3 separate regions of the Gossypium hirsutum genome follow, and regions 1 and 2 are each linked to region 3. Evidence: chromatin contacts called from public Hi-C data. All regions are on one chromosome and are shown on one strand. Each heading gives the region's core, a stretch centred on a gene start, on an enhancer-like site or on the middle of the called end of the contact. The rest is flanking DNA. Distances are from core to core; before and after follow the strand shown.

What was found. Hi-C and Micro-C count contacts between places; a contact is called where the count stands out from the background.
Region 1: a Hi-C map of leaf shows a contact between it and region 3, with 4 times the contacts expected there. The contact joins two enhancer-like sites. A contact is called at or near these places in 7 of 34 Hi-C or Micro-C datasets (callus, cotyledon and leaf).
Region 2: a contact with region 3 is called in a Hi-C map of hypocotyl, with 4 times the contacts expected there. The contact joins the promoter of LOC107896402 here to the enhancer-like site in region 3. A contact is called at or near these places in 4 of 34 Hi-C or Micro-C datasets (hypocotyl and leaf).

What each region holds. Positions count from the first base shown.
Region 1 is chrA10:102,207,068-102,209,767 of Gossypium_hirsutum_v2.1, forward strand. It overlaps LOC107896397 (a long non-coding RNA gene), which reads right to left. Exons shown (of 3, transcript XR_001683743.2): 3 at 1,680-2,700. Among protein-coding and RNA genes, the nearest start is that of LOC107896397, 5.5 kb to the right of the region's middle. Within about 2 kb of position 1,289, at least 6 of the 9 cell types and tissues checked have an H3K27ac peak or open chromatin away from gene starts, as enhancers often do. A contact at or near this core is called in leaf, where this site is marked.
Region 2 is chrA10:102,012,959-102,015,658 of Gossypium_hirsutum_v2.1, forward strand. LOC107896402 (F-box protein At5g49610) reads right to left here and starts at 1,323. Exons shown (of 1, transcript XM_016821564.2): 1 at 1-1,323. The coding sequence starts at 1,035.
Region 3 is chrA10:102,102,752-102,105,451 of Gossypium_hirsutum_v2.1, forward strand. No RefSeq gene overlaps it. Among protein-coding and RNA genes, the nearest start is that of LOC107895435, 18 kb to the left of the region's middle. Within about 2 kb of position 1,355, at least 3 of the 9 cell types and tissues checked have an H3K27ac peak or open chromatin away from gene starts, as enhancers often do. A contact at or near this core is called in hypocotyl and leaf, where this site is marked.

The sequences.
Region 1 (2,700 bases), core at 39-2,538, 100 kb after region 3:
ATTTATTTTATTTTATTTTTTTGTGTTATTTTATTATTCCTTTTATTATTTTTGGGCATTTTCAAGTCGGGTCTTTTCAATCATGTATTTTTCATTTATTTTAAGTTACTTTATCGTTTTAAATATTACACTTGTTATTATTCAAAAAAAGAAATTTCTTAAATAAGGCAATGTTCCATAGTTAGAGATTTCAGAAGCCGTGCCCTAACTTACGGGGTTTCGACTTTCTCGTTGAACCTAGATGACCGAATATCATTTTAAAATTAAAATACATAATACTTATTTAAATAATAAAATAAAAAGCGAGCTTATTTTCGAGGATTCAAGATATCGTGTCCTAATTTATAGGATGTGACCTTTTGTTACCTCGAGAATAAAGGCCCTTTTGACATACGTTTTTATTAAAAATAATATTATGCAAAGCGAGGTCGTGTTTTAAACTCTTTTCAAATTTTTAGTTTCTTGACACTAAAGACATCAAGTAATTAATTAGGTACCAATTTTGGGCGTAACGAGGGTGCTAACCCTTCCTCGCGCGTAACTGACTCCCGAACCTATTTTTTGGATTTTGTATACCAAAAATCATTGTTTTATTAAATCAAACATTTTATTAAAACAATCAAATTTTGAGGTGACCTGATCACACTTCATAAAAAATAATTGTTGGCGACTCCCATTTACATTTAAAAAAAAAAAAAAACCAAAGTCGATCTCAAAAAATTGGTTTCGACAGATTCTGCATATATGATTCAACAAGGTTAAAATATGCAATAAGTCTCTATATTTTTCACAAATTGAGCCTTGTACTTTTATTTCTAAGAATTTAAGTCCTCTACTTGTTCAGATTTCAAAATTCAGGTCAATTTATTAATACTATTTTTTTTTGCTAAATTAGTTGACATAACATTTTGAAATAAAAAAAAATTCACTTGGTAATAATGTAACTACAAAATAACATTGTAATGAACCTGAAGTTAACAAATAATTTTAACAGTGTTAATAGTTAGACTTAAATTTTAAAATTTAAAAAGTCATAGGATTATGAAAAATATATCAGATTATGATATACCTAAACCATTCAAAAAAATATAACGAAACTCTAGTATTTTTGAATGTCGAAATATCTTCTAAAAATAAATTTGTGGATACTTGTGATGAAAGATATATTAAAAACTATAATATCAGAGACACCAAGTGGCGATATTTTGAAGAAAGAAATTGTTTTGGTTGCCTCTGTTTTCTTTTTAGGCACGTGAGGAAGCAATGTCTTATACCTCCGCGGTTTTTTATACTCGTGTACTGTTGGACGGATCTCGCACGCACAAAACGTGTGAGAAGTGGTCCACACGCTCCGTTGAAAGTCATTTGTCTTTTGTTAAAGACATTTCCATTTTATTTTGGTCAAGTTATTAGTTGTTATATTAGGGGTAAATTATTAATTTAACTTTTTATATTCTAATTTATTTATATTTAGAGTTTATATTTTTAGAATTTTGAAGTTTGATTCCCACTCAAATGTTAGTTATTAAATTTATCAAGTTAAATTTTATTATTTTTAAAATTTTATGTAAAAAAAAAAAGATTAATTATAAAAATAATTATTTATGTATTATTTAAATTACATTTTCGTCACGAACTTTAATTTGTTATATTTTTATCTATCGTATCACATCCGGCAATTCGTGTTACGAATCAATTTCCTTTTTATTCTTTTGCCAAGTAATAATGTTAAGAGAAGCTCTCCAAGTAGGATTTAAACCTACTTGAGAACCTAGAAGTTGACAATAAAAAATGAATAGTAATAGCCTAAGTAATAGCATCAAAACGTCTAAATTACTTTTGGATCTTTTTCGAGAAAATTGTCTTAAGGTTCAAGGGTGGCTACTCGTAGAATATCTCCTTTTGGCTTGAAAGAGCAGCACACCGGGGCTCAAAAAAGGACAGAATCATTAGTCCAGAGGCAATGCAAACTGAAGTTTATTAACAATGTTATCAATTTGTAACATTTTGACCATTGTATCGATATTCACACTAAAATCTGACGTAGCCCAAATTATATCATTAAATACTAACGTGTCATCCACGTCATTACCATTACTAATAAATCCATCTATGAATATCATCCATGCTTTTGAGAAGAAAATCAAAATTAAAACAACAGAATGTAATGCAAAAACTCAAAGAAAAGGGAAAAGGAAAGTGTCATTTTCATGTCTTGTTTTATTTCTGTTTGTGCTAATTTTTTTTGTGGCTATAAGAAAAGTGGTTTTGAGGCGTATAAATAGGGAAGTAATGAGATGTGAGTCAGATTGAGAGGTAGGGTTGGGATAAGGCCGTTGCCCCTTATCTCTAACTTCAAATCATCCGTTACCAATTGAATACTAATGATTTTGGTGATCCAACTTGAAAGTTTCGGGAGGAGAAATGCAATTATGAGCCTAAATTTCTTGATAGCTCATATCAATAAAATTGGACCTTCAATTCCTTAGACATTCATCCTACCATCTCCAATTATTGATATGGATTATGGAAAATCACCCAAATTGTGTAACAACTACACATGCAAATGAAAATTGCTAGCTTAAAATTTGATTCGATTTTTAATTTAATCAAAACTTTATCGATTTTCGAAAAATTAAATATATAAAGAAAGCCTAATGCAATATGTCTAAAATAGATAATATTCTAGTTGCTTACTAC
Region 2 (2,700 bases), core at 73-2,572, 90 kb before region 3:
ATATGCCGAGAACCACAATGGGAGGCTAGCACTGTTCTTCACAGAGTACATTTCCTTCCACACTCGACTCTTCTGATGGTATACTAAGATCTGCTTGTGAGTTGCCAAGAATATACATTCACCAGTTTGTGCAATGGGGAATATGCCAGGCACTAGTCCCCTAATGCATCTAAGGCTCACTCTATCCACCATATACCATACTTCTTTTTCGTAGTCTTTCATTACCCAAATATTCATCCATGCGTCCGAAATCTGAATCAAAGATAAGCATCCATCGGAATCCAACAAATAAACTCGATTTCCAGTCCCATAACTCACTTCATCAGGCAAAGAAATCTTCCTCCAAACATCATAATCAAGATCAAGTGCAAGTATATAGGAACAACTACCGGTCAACCAATGAAGGGCACCGTTAACAAATACAACTTGGTTCTTGTTCATATGAGTGAAATGATCGTCTCGATGTGAAACAAACTTCTTCCACTTATTCGAATCCGAATCAAATATCAAACATATGAAAGTCCCATCAGGTCTATGACCAAACGTACGATGATACCCTGCTAACACAACATTAAACTTGTTCTTTGATACATCACATGCTAAACCAACAAGCGTGGCTTCACCATCGGGATAAAACCGAGTAACAGGCCTCTCCCTACACCTAGGAAGCAACTTAAAGTCTCTAGTCATAGGGTTACAAACGTAGTAAACACCCTTATCGGGAATGCTAGAGCAACACAGCAAGCCATTACATGAAGCTCTGACCTTGACTCTATCTTTCAAGAAATCCAACGAGACTTCAGAGACACCCCTCAAATTATCAACACAGACCAAGCTTGATCTGGATTCTGGTGAACCCGAAGTCTCAATCAAGACCATTAGGTTCTTAGCAGACACCTCATTATAGAGTTTTATGAAATACTTGTCAGAGACTAATCTATACCAAAGTTTGCAAACAGTTTTATTTTTGAAAAGGGGCTTTACAGGCAATCTCGCAAGAACTTGAAGGATAACTTCATCAGGAAAAATACCCATCTTTCAAATTCATAATTCAATCAAGAAAAGCGAAAGAAGAAAGAAAATCAAGGTTTGCTTACCAGGGGAGTGAATTGGGGATTTCAACTGAAACAACAACAAAAGAAAGCCTTTTGTTTAGCTTTTTTTGGGGGGGGGGGTTGAAGAATCGAATAGTAAAGCAAATTATGGGAAGAAGAGGATGATGGTAGTTTCGAGGCAGATTAATTAGCGACCTGATAGGGAAGAAGCTTTTTCAGTTATGTTGCCGAAGGGAGCGAACTGCAAAGCGATGAAATAGCAGAGTCAAGGGCTAATGGGTCCACTACGCATCCATGAAAATATAACTAAATGGGCTTTTTCAGCCGATTGATTTTGTCCAAATGAAACCAAGGATTTTGGTTAAGACAATAAAGGTTAAAATCTGCTATTAGTCCCTATACTTTGAAAACATTAGGATTTAGTCCTTTTACTTTAAAAAATAAAAATCAAGTCTTACTTTTTTATTTAAAAATCTCAGTCTAATCATTAAAATTGTAAGTATTTTCTCCCAAAACTTGTCAAGTTAGAAATTTGATTAGGCTATTCTCATATGATGTGTGACATATAATTAATAGAAAATAAACATGATAAGTTAACAAATTTTAACAAAAACTACTAACAAACATAATGATTGGATTAAGAATTTTGGTTTAAAATTTTTAACCTTTAAATTATAGGGAATAAATCTCAAATTCTATATAAATAGAAGGACTAAGAGCATATTTTAACCAAAAATAAAATGCATAAAGGCACACAAAAAATAGATATTTCATAAATTTAATAAAATAAAAAATAACATATTGAGGTAAATAAATTTATTGTTGAAGAAATTTTTTTTTGTGAGAGAAAAAAAAATTACAAGAATAGCACTTAATCAAAAAAACCGCTTGAAGACTTATTCCTATCAATTAAAACACGAGCCATCTCAGGTGGAACGTCGAGCACTTGTAAATTTCCTTTCTCAAGCAAAGCTTGTTTAGCTAAACAATCCGCAATCTGATTTTGTTCTCTCGGAATATACTGCAAAAATCAATGATTTTCCTGAGACATAATATTATGGATACGCCTAATTAATGCGAAATTACAGACAGTTGAAGAGCTTTCGAGAATGCCTTTAACAACTTCCAAGATATCAGAATGAATGATAACGTGATCATAGTCCAACCGTTGAATTAGTTTAAGGCTCTCAAGAATACCTCACAGTTCCACATTAAAAACTGAGCATTTTTCAAGAAATCGGTGAAAGCCCATGATCCAATGCCCCTCCTTATCTCAAACAACTCCCCCAGTTGCAGCAAGTCCAGAATCTAATTGCACTGCCCCATCAGTAAAAAGAAGAACCTGTTCTTCAGAGGTATGAACTTTAACAGATTGATCAAGATATCCAGAAAGGACCTCTTGAGAGGAAGAGGAGAAATGTAATGCCCAACTGTAGGATCCTTGAACTATTTCTTTTGAGCTCCACGGTTTGCCTTGAAAGATGTATAAATTCCACCCTGTAAGGCAAAAGAGGTCTTACGATTACTTCGAATACCATCGCTTCTTCTGTCTTTGGAACCATTTAAAAAAGTACTCGAGACCGAATCTAGGAGCTCTATAGACAGTGAATCTGATTTAACTTGTTGATTAGAAGGAATATTATTA
Region 3 (2,700 bases), core at 105-2,604:
TGGCTGTTCTTATCTATATTAAATTGTGGGTGACAAATGAGAATCAGTATGCCTGAAAATTGGTCATTCCATCTTCTCCTCCAATAACTAGGGATAAAATGTTTGCCAAAAGTTGCACCTCCTAGATAAAATCCATGAAGATTATACATTATTAAATTAATCTTGGGTAAACTACTTTAGTAATTATCTAATTATAAAAATTTATAAAATAGTCACTTAACTATTTAATTTTTCATTCTTAGTAATATAATTATATTAAATTTTTAGGTGTTTTCATTTTTACGTTAACCTATTAGAAATAAAAAAAAGACAAAATTAAACAATTGAAAAACCATTTTATGACTTTTCATAGTTAGGTAACAAAAAAATTTATTAATAATTGAGAGATAATTTTGTAATTTTTCATTGTTGGGTATTCAAAAAAGAATAGAGTTGAACTCTACCATAGTTTACCCTAAAAAAATTTACCATCTCTGAATTCCAAATTAAAAATGAAAGTACATTTAGTAGTAAGTTATGGAAACTGTATTAAGTACAACAACTGGAACAACGTAGTTAATTTGTACAAGACAATTGATAAAATAAGCGTAAACTATAAAAATAGTCATTTTTTTTGCTTTAGATTACATTTTAGTCATTTATATTTGAAATGTTATATTTTAATCATTTACGTTATCTTTTTGTTACGAAGTGATCACTCTACCGTTAAACTTCGTTACCTCCTTAACGGCAATCCTATGTGGCAGTCCAAATAGGTTTTAAATGCGAACTTAGATGTCCAGATGCTAGGATGAACATAAGTTTTTAATTAAACAAATTTAATTTGGACTGCCATGTAGAATATCTAAGTTGGCATTTGAAACCCATTTGGATTTTCACGTAGGACTACCTTTAGGAAAGTAACGGAGCTTAACGGTAGAGTGACTACTACGTAATAAAACGATAACGTAAGTTATTAAAACGTAACATTTCAAACATAAAGGACTAAAATGTAATCTGAGGCAAAAAATGACTATTTTTATAGTTTACCAAATTAGATAATAAAGATCGAACCTACATTTATAGAGCTTTACCTAGAAAACCAATCTACAATGACAATCAAAGTAAAAAAAAAAAAAGGTATCATATTTGTACATTAAAAAGGATTCTCTATACCTAGTCTCTAAATCAAGAGTAGGTAACTTAATCAAATAAGAAAGACAAAATAGTAAACAAACAGTTCTTAGAATTAAGATGTGAAATTTATGAATATTTAAAATTTGATCCAACTTGTATTTTTGGAGTGAGTTGTAGAGAAAGGCAAAACAATAGGTGCAGCCCAAATCAGAGGTTAAAACCCACAAGCCCACCATGTTATAGGGGATTGAGACCAGAAGCTTCAAATGGACCTAACCATCTGTGGTTGAAGTTGAAAACTTTATGTAGCTGTCCTTTAGTTGCAGAAAATACTGCAAAAGTTCTGAAAATGGATTTGTTCAACTTTCAAAGTTTCAAGCAAAGCAATCAACAAAGGGGTAGGAAGGCAGTGAAGTTAGTGAATGGTCCACAATCAATCATCAGAGATCATATTTTTCTTCCCTCTAATTATAGTCAACCTCAAAAAGGTGACTTTTTCAGAGCCAAGTATTTTTCAATGAGTGTTTTTGTCAGTTTGTAAATGTATAGAGATAAATAGTCAATTAAAATTTGGGGTGTGGCCCTAATTACAATGAAAAGTCATGGTCAATCCTGCAAAATGTAATGAGTGAGTTTTTGTGGACCTTTCTTCCCCATTTCATAATTACATTTTTATAATTTCTTTTAACCTTTCTGTATTGGATAGTTAAATTTATTCAATGATTAATTTTAAAATAGAATAGATAAATTTATTTTAATATTACTTTTTTTTTCATAAAATTTAAAGAGACATCGGGTTTTTTATTAAAATTATTTTTAAAGCTTTTGTTTTCATGAAATTTTCCTTTTGAAATGTTGGAAGAGTAGATAAAATAATAATTTTATTGTAGTCAAAATTTTCGAATTAACATATTTGATTTTTTAATGACATAGTTATGTTTTAATCTTGTTGAGCAGTGAATGAGGAAGTAATTTCATGCTAATACATGTTATGAGCAAATTGATTTGGAGAAACTTATCATTATCCTTATCACTTGAGATAATTTTGAAGTTAAAAAAATATTTGTTTATAAAAAGTTTTTACGTCATAAATACTTAAGATAATTAATGGGATAATTTTAGCTTTTGAATGAGAAATTAAAGTTTATCAAAAAACTATCAAAGGGGCAGGTTGTATCAGCCTATAAATAGGTTGCTTGTATCACATTTTTTGAGTGTTTTATTGAGTAATTGTTTTGTTATTCTCTAACTTAGTATTTTCGACACTCTTGTTAAGTTTTATTGGAGAGACTTGGATTGAAAGTGAGATATTTTAAGAAGAGTGATTAGGATTGGTGAATTGTAACTGCGTTAACAAATATTGTATGTTATATTTCCTTACTTTATTCATTACTTTACTTTTACCTTCAATCTATTCTTTTCGATTTTGTTCCAACTTTTATTTTAACAGAAATTAAAATGAAATTGTTTTCTAACTATAAACTAAGTTATTTGTTCCAATAATAGTTCAAACATCAAATTTGAAAAAGAAGTGCAAATAGAATTTTTTTTAAAATTTTGATAGATTTTTTTTATCCATGGTTT